2 separate regions of the Sus scrofa genome follow, and region 1 is linked to region 2. A link is a contact called in public Hi-C data. All regions are on one chromosome and are shown on one strand. Each heading gives the region's core, a stretch centred on a gene start, on an enhancer-like site or on the middle of the called end of the contact. The rest is flanking DNA. Distances are from core to core; before and after follow the strand shown. Region 1 overlaps STPG4. Region 2 has its middle 70 kb from the start of EPCAM.

What was found. Hi-C and Micro-C count contacts between places; a contact is called where the count stands out from the background.
Region 1: a contact with region 2 is called in a Hi-C map of fibroblasts, with 2.6 times the contacts expected there. The contact joins two enhancer-like sites. A contact is called at or near these places in 1 of 47 Hi-C or Micro-C datasets (fibroblasts) and 1 of 2 datasets of contacts at active chromatin or transcription factors (alveolar macrophages).

What each region holds. Positions count from the first base shown.
Region 1 is chr3:93,415,397-93,422,876 of Sscrofa11.1, forward strand. The region is part of intron 5 of STPG4; the gene reads left to right. Among named protein-coding and RNA genes, the nearest start is that of STPG4, 33 kb to the left of the region's middle. Within about 2 kb of position 1,950, at least 6 of the 83 cell types and tissues checked have an H3K27ac peak or open chromatin away from gene starts, as enhancers often do.
Region 2 is chr3:93,251,765-93,258,566 of Sscrofa11.1, forward strand. No RefSeq gene overlaps it. Among named protein-coding and RNA genes, the nearest start is that of EPCAM, 70 kb to the left of the region's middle. Within about 2 kb of position 5,342, at least 30 of the 83 cell types and tissues checked have an H3K27ac peak or open chromatin away from gene starts, as enhancers often do.

The DNA of each region.
Region 1 (7,480 bases), core at 700-3,199, 160 kb after region 2:
TAGTGTGGGGCTAGTTGCTGGTGTTCTGGTAATTGAGTAGGGAAGGGGCTGGGCTGGGGGGTGGTGTCTCAACATTTGTTGTATAGTTCTTTCTCCATTTTTAAAACTGTAGTATAATTGATTTACAATATTGTGTTAGTTGCAGGTGTACAGCAACATGCTTCTGTTATATGTATTTTTTTCAGATCATTTTCCATTATAGGTTATTACAAGATTGAATATAGGCACTGTGCTATATAGTAAATCCTTGTTGCTTACCTATTTTATGTGCAGTAGTTTGTGTGTGTTAATCACACACTCCTAATTTATCCTTCTCCCTCCTCTCTCCTTTGGTAACCATAAGATTGTTTTCTATGCCTGTGAGTCTGTTTCTGTTTTGTATATAGATTCACTTGTACTGTTTTCTAGATGCCACATGTAAGGTAATGTATAGTATTTGTCTTTCTCTGTCTGACTTCCTTCAATTAGCATGATAATCTCAGGAGTTTCTGTTGTGGCTCTGTGGGTTAAGGAACTGGCGTTGTCTCTGTGAGGATGTGGGTTCAATCCTTGGACTCACTCAGTGGGTTAAGAATCTGGCATTGCCACAAGCTGTAGCAGAGTTCACAGGTACAGCTTGGATCTGGTGTTGCCATGGCTGTGGCATAGACTTGTAGCTCCAGCTCCCATTAGACCTCTAGCCAAGGAACTTCCATATGCAGCAGGTGCAGCTGTATTAAAAAATAAAGTATTATAATCTCTAGTTCCATCCATGTTGCTGCAAATAACAGTTTTCATTCTTTTTTATGGCTGAGTAATATTCCATTATATATAAACCACACCACATCTTTTTTTTTGGTCATACCCTCAGCATGTGGAAGTTCCTTGGCCAGGGATCAAACCCGAGCTGTAGCCGTGGCCTGCACCATACATGCAACAATACCAGATACTTAATCCCTTGTGCCACCAGGGAACATCTGTACCACACCTTCTTTATCCATTCATCTGTTGATGGGCGTTAGAGTTGTTTCCATGTTTGGCAAAATAGTGCTGCTGTGAACATCAGGATGCATGTATCTTTTCAAATTAATCATCTTTTCTAGATATATGCTCAGGAATAGGGTTGGTAGATCATATGGTAGCTTATTTTTAGTTCTTTTTGATTTCAAAACATTTTTTATTTTTATTTTTTTGGCCATGGCATGTAGCAGCTTGGGGTTGAACCCAGGCTGCAGGGGCAAAAGCACCAAATCTTAACCATTAGACCACTGGGGAACTCCCTATTTTTAGTTTTTAAGGGACTTCCATACTGTTTTCCATAGTGGCTACATCAATTTACATTCCTGCCAACAGTGAAGGAGGGTTCCTTTTTCTCCACACCCTCTCTAGAATTTACTGTTTGTAGACTTCATGATGATAGCCATTCTGACCTGTATGAGGTGATACCTCATTGTGGTTTTGATTTGCATTTCTCTAATAATTAGTGATTAGCGTCTTTTCATGTGCCTGCTGGCCACCTGTATGTCTAGAAACTCCCGTTTTCTTCCTTTCCTTTTTTTCCCCCCTGTCTTTACAGGCTGCACCCACAGCATATGGAGGTTCCCAGGCTAGGGGTCAAATCAGAGATACAGCTGCCGGCCTATACCACAGCCATAGTGCCAGATCTGGGCTGCGTCTTCGATCTACACCGCAGCTCACGCCAATGCCAGATCCTTTCACCCAGTGAGCGAGGCCAGGGATCGAACCCGTGTCCTCATAGATACTAGTCAGAGTTCTAACCCAATGAGCCAAAAGGGGAACCCCCCAAATTCCTGTTTTCAGTAAAGGTCCCTGTCCTCACACTGCCCAGGCTCCTGGGTACAGATCTCTGGTGCAGCCTCGCGGGAAATGAAACCTTCCATCTCCTACAGGGATGAGGGAAGGGTGGCTACCTGACTACTGCAGATGAGGTGGGTAGGGACCTGCGGAGAAGATGCTCAGCCAGTCCTCCAGCTTTTAGCCTAATGTCTGAAATTCCTGAGCTCTGTGGCTGTAGTTTTTGGAGATCCGTTGTCTACCAATTTCATTGATGTCATTCATCCCTTCCATTTTATAAATAAAAGTGATTCACTGATTTGGAACATCCTGTCCTTCAGCAAAGTGAAAAGAATACTTTCATGGAAAATGTTCCAAGACAAAGAAACAGCCCAGGGCTGTGATTCATGTCTGTTCTAAACATGCATTCCCAGAGCAGATTTGTGGGTTTGGTTTAGATCCACAAATTTGTAAATTTCAGAGGGCAAACTCCTTTGGTCCCAGCGGTGGGAGCTAGTGACACACAGTGTGAGCGTGGTAAAGAAATGATACTTCTTAGGAGGACATCGTCTCGACCTCCAGGAGATAAATGCCTTCATCCTTAGGCCTCCTTCTGAAAACTCATTTGACCGCTTTTGTTATTCAGTTTCCTTGTTCTGGAAATTAAGGTCATAGTCAAAGAACTGTTAAGGACCCTGAGGACTGGAAGAAACTTAGCTACTCTGTTAGGGTCAGTTTTGATGGTGACAATGACCGTCACTCATTGGTTTTCTGGTGCCAGGCATGGTGCTCCATGACTGACATGCATCTCATTTCATCCTCACTGCAATATGGTGGGTACTACTCATTTGATAGCTTAGGAAACGGAAGTCTGCTGCCCAAAGGTAGAGCCAGGACTTAGACCCGGTCTATGGTGACCTCAGAACCTGAGCTCTAAGCTGCGCTGTCCCTTGAGTGAGCATGACCAGGTGACTTGCTTAATGTCGACGTGTCGAGCTGATCTGGGGTCAAAGCCAAGGACGTGTCGAGCTGATCTGGGGTCAAAGCCAAGTGGCAGACGTTGTGCCGTCTCTGGAGCCACAACCCCCCACTGATGACGGAGGCTTATTCATGGGGCCGGGTTGGCCTGCATGGTCCCCTTTGACGTGGGATAAGTTCATGTGCAGGAGGCTTCTTTCTCCTGGGAGGTTCACCCGCCAACCCGCCTACGAGGCTCTGATCTGGCTGCAGCTTAGGCTCCTGCTGAGAGCCTTACCACAATGGCTTTAATTTTTGTATGTGTTTATTTCTTTGCCTTTTGTCTTTTTAGGGCCGCACCCACAGCATATGGAGGTTCCCAGGCTAGGGGTCTAATGGGAGCTATAGCTGTCGGCCTAGCCCACAGCCACAGCAATGCCAGATCCCAGCCGCATCTGCAACCTACACCACAGCTCATGGCAACGCCAGAACCTTAACCCACTGAGTGAGGCCAGGGATTGAACCCACAACCTTATGGTTCCTAGTTGGAATCGTTTCCCCTGCACCACAATGGGGACTCTGCACAATGGCTTTCCTTAAATGGCCATATTTCTCCCTGGGCCACCCTTAAGATGTTAGAACTTCCAGTCTCTTCTCAACAACATCTCTTTGTATAAAGCTGAGTCTAGCTGACTTCCATAGAAGTTCTTTCACCTCTTCCACAAATCCTTTTTGCATGGTTCAGTGTGTGAGGCCCCATGCCAGGGAGGCACTTTTGAGCATCCGAAGGCAAATGAGACATTTGATCCGTGCTCTCGCTGCCCCCTTGAAGGATATGGACACCCTGACGTCAGTCACCCAACCAGCATGTACACAGATAAGCATACACACTCACTCATGCTAACCAAGGGTCTGTGATTCATTGTGCCCATGTCTGACTGGGTGGGGCCGAGTGGCTGAGCATGCACAGCTGGAAGCATGGCGCCCCAAATTAGCACTGATGACTCAAGCTTAATATCGTCTGTTGATACTGCACGTGAGCCATCTTCCTTCCAGCCGCCACCTCCAGAGTTTTCTGATGCATTTGCTTGTAAGCTTCCCAGCACGTTCCGGCTCCAAGCAGAGGAAGGAGATAAGGGCAAGGGTGAGGAAAGGGGCACCCCGCACTTGTCCCTTCCAAGCCAAAGTCAAGGAGACCAAAGTGCTAGCTGTCCTGTCAGCTTTAGGATCCAGGGGCTCTTCCCCAAGTCATTCTTTACTTGTGGGGCCCAGAGGTGAATTTGTATTTATATCTCCCCACTCACTACAGCAATGCCTAAAACACCCTAGGAGGGATTTTTTTTCTTTTTTCTTTCCTTTTTTTGAACTTTTTTTTTTTCTTTTTTATTGCCAGACCTGCAGCATATGGAAGTTCCTGGGCTAAGGGTCGAATCAAAGTCACAGCTGCTGGCCTGCACCACAGCCACAGCCACACTGGATCCGAGGTGTATCTGTGAGCTGTCCTGCAGCTTTCAGCAATGCTGGATCCTTAACCCACTGAGCAAGGCCAGGAATTGAACTCAGCTCCTCACAGAGACAGTGTTGTGTTCTTTTTTTTTTTTTAACTAAAAGAGTTGACAATTTTATTTTCACATTTCACAATACAAATGAAAATTGCTTTTTGTCCCACTACTCCCCTCCAAAACTACTCTCTCTTTGATAGGAAGGGGGAGGAGTCTTCCTTGTCATGCTGTTGGAAAACACCCAGAGTCACAGTACCATGATCTCCTGGTGAAGCAGAACAAGTAACATAAAGCTGATACAAAGAGGCTCCCCAGTCTCCTTATCTGTCTGGCCGAGTCATTCCTGGCCGAGTGGGCACCATCAAGGGGCGGGTGGGAGGTCTCATCATTGGGGGCCCAGGCATCATTGGCATGTGGCCTCCCATAGGCGGCCTCATTCCAGGAGCAGGTCCCACGGGCATCATCCCAGGAGGAGGGGGGCCCATCATTGGCATCATGGGAGGGCCCCCCATGTGGGGTGCTGGCATCATACCAGGACGAGGAGGACCCGGGAGACTGGGAGGAGGTGGGATCATTGCCCCCGCAGGAGGAGGAGCAGAGAATGGAGTAGGAGGTATCTTTCCTTGGAGGATCTGTCCATTGATGTGAGGGGGGTATTTAGGTCTCCTACTATGATTGTATTCTCATCAATATCTCCCTTTATGTCTGTTAATATTTGTTGTATGTATCTGGGTGCTCCTATATTTGGGGCATATATGTTGATGATAGTAACATCCTCTCCTTGGATGGATCCCTTAATCATTAAATAGTGTCCTTCTTTGTCTTTCCTTATGTCTTTTGTTTTAAAGTCTATTTTGTCTGATATGAGTGTTGCGACTCCTGCTTTTCTGTCTTGTCTATTGGCGTGAAATATTTTTCCCCACCCTTTCACTTTCAATCTATATGTATCTTTTGTCCTAAGGTGAGTTTCTTGTAGGCAGCATATTGAAGGTTTTTGCCTTTTTATCCACTCAGCCACTCTGTGTCTTTTGATTGGGGCATTCAGTCCATTGACATTTAAGGTGATAATTGATAGATGATTATTTATTGCCATTTGAACCTCGTGTTCTAGTTGATTCTGTGGTTCTCCATTCTTCCTTTCTTTTTTTTTTTTTTTTTTTTTTTGGTTGGATGGTCTCCTGTTGTTATCTGCTTGAGTGTATTTTTTTTTTCATTTTTTGCAAATGTAATATTTGGTTTTGGCTTGTGGTTGCCCTGTTTTTTAAATATGCTAACCCCTTCCCATAATTGTGTGTTTTAGCCTGATGGTCCTGTAAGTTCAAACACTTCATTACTATATTAAAATTAAGAAGAGAAACATACGAACAAACAAAAAGGGTTATTTACTTCCTAACATCCCTTGCCCACATTTTATGGTTTTGATGACTCTTTTATTTTTTTTCTTTTTAATTTTATTTTCAGTGTTGTGTTCTTAACCCACTGAGCAAGGCCAGGGATTGAACTCAGCTCCTCACAGAGACAGTGTTGTGTTCTTAACCCACTGAGCCACAACAGGAACTCCTCTTTCCTTTTTTTTTTTTTTAATTGAAGTATAGTTGATTTATAACCTTGTATTAATTTGAGGTGTACCATAGTAGGGGTTTTGACATGGGCGCCTAAGAGGTGAGACACAAGATGTGTCCCTGTTGATTTAACTGCCAAAGTCTTTGGGGGGTGATTTTTCCTTTTGATACATCCTCTTATAAGTGAAAAAGCTCCTAGTAGAAGAACTATATTGATCCAATTCATACTAATGTGGGTTGGTAACTTAATAAATCTTTTTCCTCCCCCATCATCCTCCCAGAAATATTGATGAGACAGCAAGGATTAGAGCACCTGGGCTAAAGAAAAAGAACCAAAAAGAGGGAGAAATGTGAGAAGGGGGTCTCAATTATTAGATATTTATGTCATCATTAACTGTTCATTCTGTGCACAAAACATGCGTGTGACACCTTTAGACATTAGCCTCACGTTAATTCCATAAAAGCATCTACAAAAAAAAGAGAAAAACTAAAATTCACAAAGAGTTGCTATGTTGGGAATTTTCACAGACATTTACCTTATAAAATAGATAAGCGTTGTTTGGGGTTTTTTTTTTTTTGGTCTTTTGAGAGCCACACCCACAGCATGTGAAGGTTCCCAGGCTAGGGGTCGAATTGGAGCTGTAGCTGCTGGCCTACGCCAGAGCCACAGCAACTTGGGATCCAAGCCGCGTCTGTGACCTACACCACAGCTCATGACAACGCTGGATTCTTAACCCACTGATTGAGGCCAGGGATTGAATCTTTATCCGCATGGATTCTAGTCAGATTTGTTTCTGCTGAGCTGTGACAGGACCTCCTAAGTGCTCATTCTTAGGAGAGGATCCAATTTTGACATAAATATGAAGCAGTGTGGTTTCAGAGAAAATCTACAAGGGTGAATATTATATAGGTGCAGTTCCTGCTTATGTGGGATAAACTGATATTATGCAATTTGATTATCTTTTCTTTCTGTAATTATGGTCATAAGAGCTATTGGAATTTAAATTTATGTTTTCTATTCTAAAAGCAGTACATGATTTCCCACTCAATGCAGCAAATTGGCCACATACCTCAGTCTCTTCTCACTCTCAAATCCCAATAAAATGGTAATAAAAGAATAAATAAATCTACTGGGTTGGGGGGGGGAAACATCAGCAAATAAGAGATTTCAACAATTTTTGGACAATAAAAAGTAGAGAAAGCCATAGGCTAAAAAGCAGGTGTGGGGTTTGCAGAAGAGATGGGGGCCTGTTTGTTCCTTAGAATCACAGGGATGCTCAGGACTTGAAGGAAAGGGAAGGTGAGGCATAGGGCTCAAACCCGGGGAGGTAAAACTACACACACAGGATGGTTTCAGTTTGCAGGCCCCCTTTCCTCTCCTAATGCGGACTGCTGACCTGCACAGTTTGCCCCACAGGCAAAAGATTAATGGAAAAATTATTTTGAGTCCAGAGAAAAGAGAACCACATCCTGATACTTAGGGAATCCCAGGAAAAAGATCGGCTCATCGCTCAGTCGCCTGATCTCAACATATCCCAGCCACATACCTGAGCTATGTTTTTCTATGCATTTAATAAAATGTCTTAACATTTAAGTAAAAATATATTAAAGGTTTTAAGTTAGAGCAAGAGTTCCCATCGTGGCTCAGCGGAAATGAATCTGACTAGTATCCATTAGAACAAGGGT
Region 2 (6,802 bases), core at 4,092-6,591:
ATTTTGAACTCAAAGCCTGTCAACACTTTTAGCATCTGACTATATTATTAAATTACCTGATACCATTTTCTCATTTCTTAGAAACCAGAAACTCTAGCACTCAAAGTTGCTTTTACTTGTGGTTGTTGTTGCTTCTACTTGCCAGAAAGGAAGATTTGTTCGGGGAAAATGATACAAAACTTGGAAATAAAGCAGAGAGATATTTGCGTGACCTTTTAATATCGCATGAAAATATACCCTCATCTTCTCCCATGATATTATGACTCTCTGAAGGAATATAAATTTAGTTGATGCACAGTTGATTGTTATTGTTGTTTTAACAGTGTCACAGTTCGGGAATTTCCTACTGTTAACGACCATTTCATTAGTCAATAGAAATTGATAAGAAGCCAGAGGAGGAGTTCAGACAAGTCTTTAAAGGGACTCACACTTTAGTTCGAGGGAGCAAACACAAGTAACGGGTGTGTTTACTGGCTCTCTGCTCTCCAGGCTGGTTGCTTACATGGAGTGAGGGTAGGAGCAGATTAGTAGGTCTGGTTGGAGGGGCGGCTTAGGTGGTCTGCCCACCCCCTTGGTGGTGCTGTGTGCAGGGATCATACACAGTACCCTGCTTTTGCTCCTGTCACCTCAGAAGTAGCTGTTAGTCTGTGCCCTATTTCGTATTTTGTTTTTTTTGTTTTTTTTTTTTTTTGCTTTTTAGGGCTGCACCCGAAGCATATGGAGGTTCCCAGGTTAGGGGTTGAATTGGAACTGTAGCTGACGGCCTACACCACAGCCACAGCAATGCCAGATCTGAGCCGCGTCTGTGACCTACACCATAGCTCATGGCAACGCTGGATCCTTAACCCACTGAACAAGGCCAGGGATGGAACCCGCAACCTCATGATTCCTAGCTGGGTTCATTTCTGCTGCGCCGTAACAGAAACTCCCATGCTTGTGGTTCTTGTTTGCTACATCTGTAAATAAGAAAAACCTTTGCCCCTTCCCCGCAGAGGAGATGAAGTTGACCCCTTATGACCATCTGTGATGTAGCCCTGCATAGCTGTGGTTGGCTTCACTGGGGAAAGCTGGGTTAGCAGATCATAGGCATCCGTCTTTTGTACTCATTATGGGGTCTCAAGAGAAGGAAATGCAGCTAAGTATCAAGCTAACATCAGCAGTCTTTTCTAAAAATGTACTGAGGATTTGTTTCAATCGAGTGTAGTATGACACCCAAACGTGGAAATGTTTGTCATGGTGGAGGTTTACATTCACAGACCCCTAGAAATAGGAGGCAGAGCCTACCATGCAGGGCCACATGGAGAAGCAGCAGGGTCAGGCGACAGGAGGGAGGAGGATGACACATAGCTTTTACTGGGGTCTTCAGGGAAGGAATGGGCGAAAGAGGATAGGTTTGTTGAGTCAGCTTAGAATTAGATTGCTTGATTTTTTTTTTTTTTTTTTTGTCTTTTTGCTATTTCTTGGGCCGCTCCATATGGAGGTTCCCAGGCTAGGGGTCCAATCGGAGCTGTAGCCACCAGCCTACGCCAGAGCCACAGCAACATGGGATCCGAGCCGCATCTGCAACCTACACCACAGCTCACGGCAACGCCAGATTGTTAACCCACTGAGCAAGGACAGGGACCAAAGCCGCAACCTCATGGTTCCTAGTTGGATTCGTTAACCACTGCGCCACGACGGGAACTCCTAGATCGCTTGATTTTGATGGGCTCTGGGCTGAGAATGTGGTCCCTAATTGTCTGCTATCTAGGCTTGAGGTGACTTAGTGCCAGGGGAATACTGACTTGGTATGTGACAATTTGCTAAAAGAGATGGTTGGGGGTGTGGGCTCTGGGTTAGTTTGTATATCAAAGGTGTGATATATGGGCTTGGGGGTGGGAGTTGCTCTCTAGGAATTAGCTAGTCCTGGGAGGGGCAGTCTGTCCAGGATCAAGGCCTCAAATACAAAAGCATTTTGAAGACAAATACTGAAAATTAGAAAACAGTCAATACACAGTCATTAAAAACTTCTCTGAAGTATTTTGAATATTTGATAAACGAAAGGGGACTTATATCTGGATCCACGTGCACAGTCTTAATAGAGGTGAATCCTGAACAGATAAGATTTCGTAATTTTGGTTTAAAATCAGCTGTATGCTTCATCCTGATTTTATCACAGTGTGGCATGTAATATAATTGTACAACTCGTTTTAGGGAAGATTTGGGGATTTTTTTGTTTTGTTTTCTTTGGAAAACCTAGCTAATCGGACTTTTCTATTTATTTATTTATTTTTGTCTTTTTAGGGCTGCATCTGTGGCCTATGGAAGTTCCCAGGCTAGGGGTCGAATAGGAGCTCTAGCCACCGGCCCACACCACAGCCACAGTAACGCCAGATCCGAGCTGGGTCTGCGACCTACACCACAGCTCACGGCAACGCCGGATCCTCGACCCACTGAGCAAGGCCAGGGATCGGACCTGTGTTGTCATGGATACTAGCCAAGTTCATTACCGCTGAACCACTATGGGAAACTAATTTTTTTTTTTTTGAGTTTTAATTTCTATTTATTTATTTATTTTCCACTGTACAGCATGGGGACCAAGGTACACGTACACGTATACATACTTTTTCCTCCCGTTGTTGCGATGTTAAGTATCTAGACACAGTTCTCAATGCTACACAGCAGGATCTCATTGTAAATCCATTCCAAGAGCAATAGTTTGCATCTGTTAACCCCAAGCTCCCGATCCCTCCCACTCCCTTCCCCCCCCACCCTCCAGGCAGTAATTTTTTTTTTTTTAAATTGAAGTATAGCTGACTTACAATGTGTTAATTTCTGTTGCACAGCAAAGTGATTCTGTTATACATATATGTACATTCCTTTTTAATGTTCTTTTCCATTATGGTTTATCATGGGATATTACATACAGTTCCCTGTGCTGTACAGGAGCTGTTGTTTATCCATTCTATATATAACGGCTTACATCTGCTAACTCCAACCTCCCACTCTATCCCTCCCCCAACCCCCTCCCCCTTAGGACCAATTTTACAGGTTATACAGGTTAGACAAATTATCCTTGTTTCAACAAAATATTTGAGAATGTAAACATGTGTGTTCAATTAAATTGAATTATGACCACAAATGTGTTAACGAAGAAGGAAAGAAATGGATTGGTTCTTGCGACACTTAAATAATGTTTCAAACCCTTCAGATTTCATTACTTCAGCTTTTTTTTTTTTTGGTTTTTTGCCTTTTCTGGGGCCACTCCCGTGGCATATGGAGGTTCTCAGGCTAGGGGTCGAATCGGAGCTGTAGCCAACGGCCCATGCCAGAGCCACAGCAACGTGGGATCCAAGCAGCATCTGTGACCCACACCACAGCTCCAGGCAACGCCAGATCTTTAACCCACTGGGCAAGGGCAGGGATCGAACCCGCAACCTCATGGTTACCTAGTTGGGTTGGTTAACTACTGCGCCACGAGGGGAACTCCTCTTTTCTTTTTTTTGCTTTTTAGGACCGTCCTTGAAGCATCTGGAAGTTCCCAGGCTAGGGTTCGAATCAGAGCTAGCACTGCTGGCCTATGCCACAGCCATGGCATTGGTAGATCCAGGCTGCATCTCTATGACCTACTCCATAGCTTCCAGCAACGCTAGATCCTTAACTCATGGAGCAGGGCCAAGAATCGAATCCGTATCCTCATGGATACTAGTTGCATTTGTAACCCGCTGAGTCACAACAGGAACTCTCCCCCCACTCCTTTTTGCTTTCTTTTTTTCCCCATGCCAGTGGAATGTGGACATTCCCAGGCCAGAGACCGAACCCAAGTGGCTGCAGTGATGACACCAGATCCTTAACCTGCTGTATCACAACAGGAAGTCCCGGAATATTTTTAAGAATATTAAAATTCGTGGAGTTCCCGTCATGGTGCAGTGGAGTTCCCGTTGTGGCGCAGTGGTTAAGGAATCCGACTAGGAACCATGAGGTTGCGGGTTCGATTCCTGCCCTTGCTCAGTGGGTTAACGATCTGGCGTTGCCGTGAGCTGTGGTGTAGGTTGCAGACACGGCTCGGATCCCCGCATTGATGTGGCTCTGGCGTAGGCCGGTGGCTACAGCTCCAATTAGACCCCTAGCCTAGGAACCTCCATATGCTGCAGGAGCGGCCCTAGAAAAGGCAAAAACACCAAAAAAAAAAAAAAAAAAAAAAAAAAAATTCGTGGAGAGGTAGAGAAGTACAGAGTCACCAAGATTTTTACCTTTTTAAAAAAAGTACCAGTAAAGGAGTATGTCAATTTAGTATACATTATACTTTGTCTTGTGAGGTAAGGTTAATAATATTTTAAAGCTAAGATTGTGATCTAACTTGATAATTGTATGTGGGTTTTTTTTTTGGTGTATGTTTAAATATATATACAGATAGAAATGTCAAAATAAGTAAAAATAAATTACATGTGATAAAGAGAAGATATCTGGTTCAAATTTGGCCTTGGAATTTTCACTGTGCTTTTCACTAAAAGCAGTAAAAAATTATTTACTTCCCATGTAATCTGCTTAGATAGCAGAGATGCCTTATGTCAGTTGAATATTTTTCCTTGAGAGCTTAATTTATAGTGTTTTTGAAACAAACATCAAAAGTTACTCACTTCTGGAGTTCCCTTTGTGGCACAGCAGAAACGAATCCGACTAGGGACCATGAGGTTGTGGGTTCAATCCCTGGCCTCGCTCAGTGGGTTAAGTATCTGGGGTGGCTATGGCATAGGCCAGGAGCTACAAGTCTGATTTGACCCCTAGCCTGGGAACCTCCATGTGCTGCCCTAAAATAGCAAAAAAAAAAAAAGTTTCTTCTGAAAAAGCTGTATTACCTCATGATGGTAATGATGATGATATTACCTTCTTCTGTGTTTAAAACATTGCACAGTTACTCTCATTAGCCAGTTAGCCAAGCTATGGCTATTCCCAAGCATCTATGCCCCTGTTTGAACTGAGTATTCAGTCTCCACTGATGACTCTCTGACATTTTCTTCCTTAAGAAGAAAGCTGGCAAAGCATTGTTTACATACAAATTTTATTTCCTAGATGGTGTTTGCTTGTCCCCCAAAGGCTACTCCCCTGCCTTATAAAAGGAAAAATGCTAGAAATACTTAGGTATGTTTGTTAATCTCCAAGCTTTTATGGCTCCGCTGATGCTGAGAGCTCACAATATGGGGAGAACTTTCAATAAAAGAGACGCTTAACTCTCCTGAGTCAATTCTGCCTCATTTTTGCAGATACAGAAACCCCCACCAGGTGGAAGAAGTTAACTGTCTGCTGCCCACAAGCACTTCGTCCCCAGATCAGTTGGAACCGGAAGGTTGATGATGCTAAATCCCAATTACCTCACCACCAACCAATCAGAAGAATGTACATGAGCTGATCATGCACGCCACACCCCCCTCCCTCACCCTGCCTTTAAAAAGCTTTTTTTTTTTTTGCAAGCCTTTAGGGAGTTTGGGCTTTTTAAGCATTGGCTCCCTTGTCTCTTTGCTCAGCACCCTCCAATAAAGACTGCTTTCCTTCACCACAACCTAGTGTGTGGAGATTGGTTTCATCGAATGGGCAAGCAGACCCGAGTCTGGTTCTGTAACAGTTTCTTATTCATTTCCTAGTAAATGAACCAGAGGTGTAGTTGCTTTACACTTCTCTTATTGGCAGTTATTGTTCCCTTTCAAGAGTTTAGACTTTTGGTCTCGCTGGCATAACATTTGCTTCTTTTCTATGTGCAAAGCAATTTTCTTGTCTATACTATAGAAACTGGGGCCTTTTGATCATTTAATTTTTTTTTTTTTTTTTTTAGGACCGCACCCACAGCATATGGAGGTTCCCAGGCTAGGGGTCTAATCAGAGCTACAGCTGCCGGCCTGTGCCACAGCCACAGCAACACAGGATCCGAGCCACATGCCACAGCTCGTGGCAATGCCGGATCCTTAACCCACTGAGGGATCAAACCCACAACCTCATGGTTTCTAGTAGGATTCATTTTTGCTGCGCTACTATGGGAACGCCTTAAAAATTTTTTTTGTTAAAGTATAGTTGATTTACAATGTTATGCCAATTTCTGCTGTATAGCAAAGTGACTCAATCATCCATACATACACATTTCTTTTTTTGGGGGGGAGTCACCTTTTACCATGATATTTCATAGCCTTCCTTCAGGCCATGAGGTCTTTATTTTTGTCTTTTTAGGGCCACACCTGTGGCATATGGATGTTTCCAGGCTAGGGGCGTAATCGGAGCTTCAGCCGCCAGCCTACACCACAGCCACAACACCACCAGATCTGAGCTGCATCTGCAACCTACACCACAGCTCACGGCAACACTGGATCCTTAACCCACTGAGCGAGGCCAGGGATCAAACTCTCAACCTCATGATTCCTAGTCAGATTCATTAACCGCTGAGCCATGACGGGAACTCCCATGAGGTCTTTAAAAGTAAGTGATGTGCAGTATCCCCAACAAAGTCTGATGCAGGGCCAGGACCACACGAGGGCTGAATACTTGCAGGCTGATTGGCTGAGTAATGTGGTTTCTTAAAAGAACTCCTTGGTCATCATTTTTGCTCTCCTCACATACAATGCTGCCTCTTCTCCGCAAGTAACCCATCAAGTATGGTCATTTACTTCATCCCTAGGCCGGGACAAGGCAATCATTTCCTTTAAATGACTGGGTTAAAAACATCTGCTATCAATAAGCTTGAAAACAGGAGGTTGTGAAAGGCTTTCTCTGCAGTATCCAGAGCTGGGAGGGAATTCTAACAAGCTCACTGGGGGTAGGCTTGCAATAATAGCCA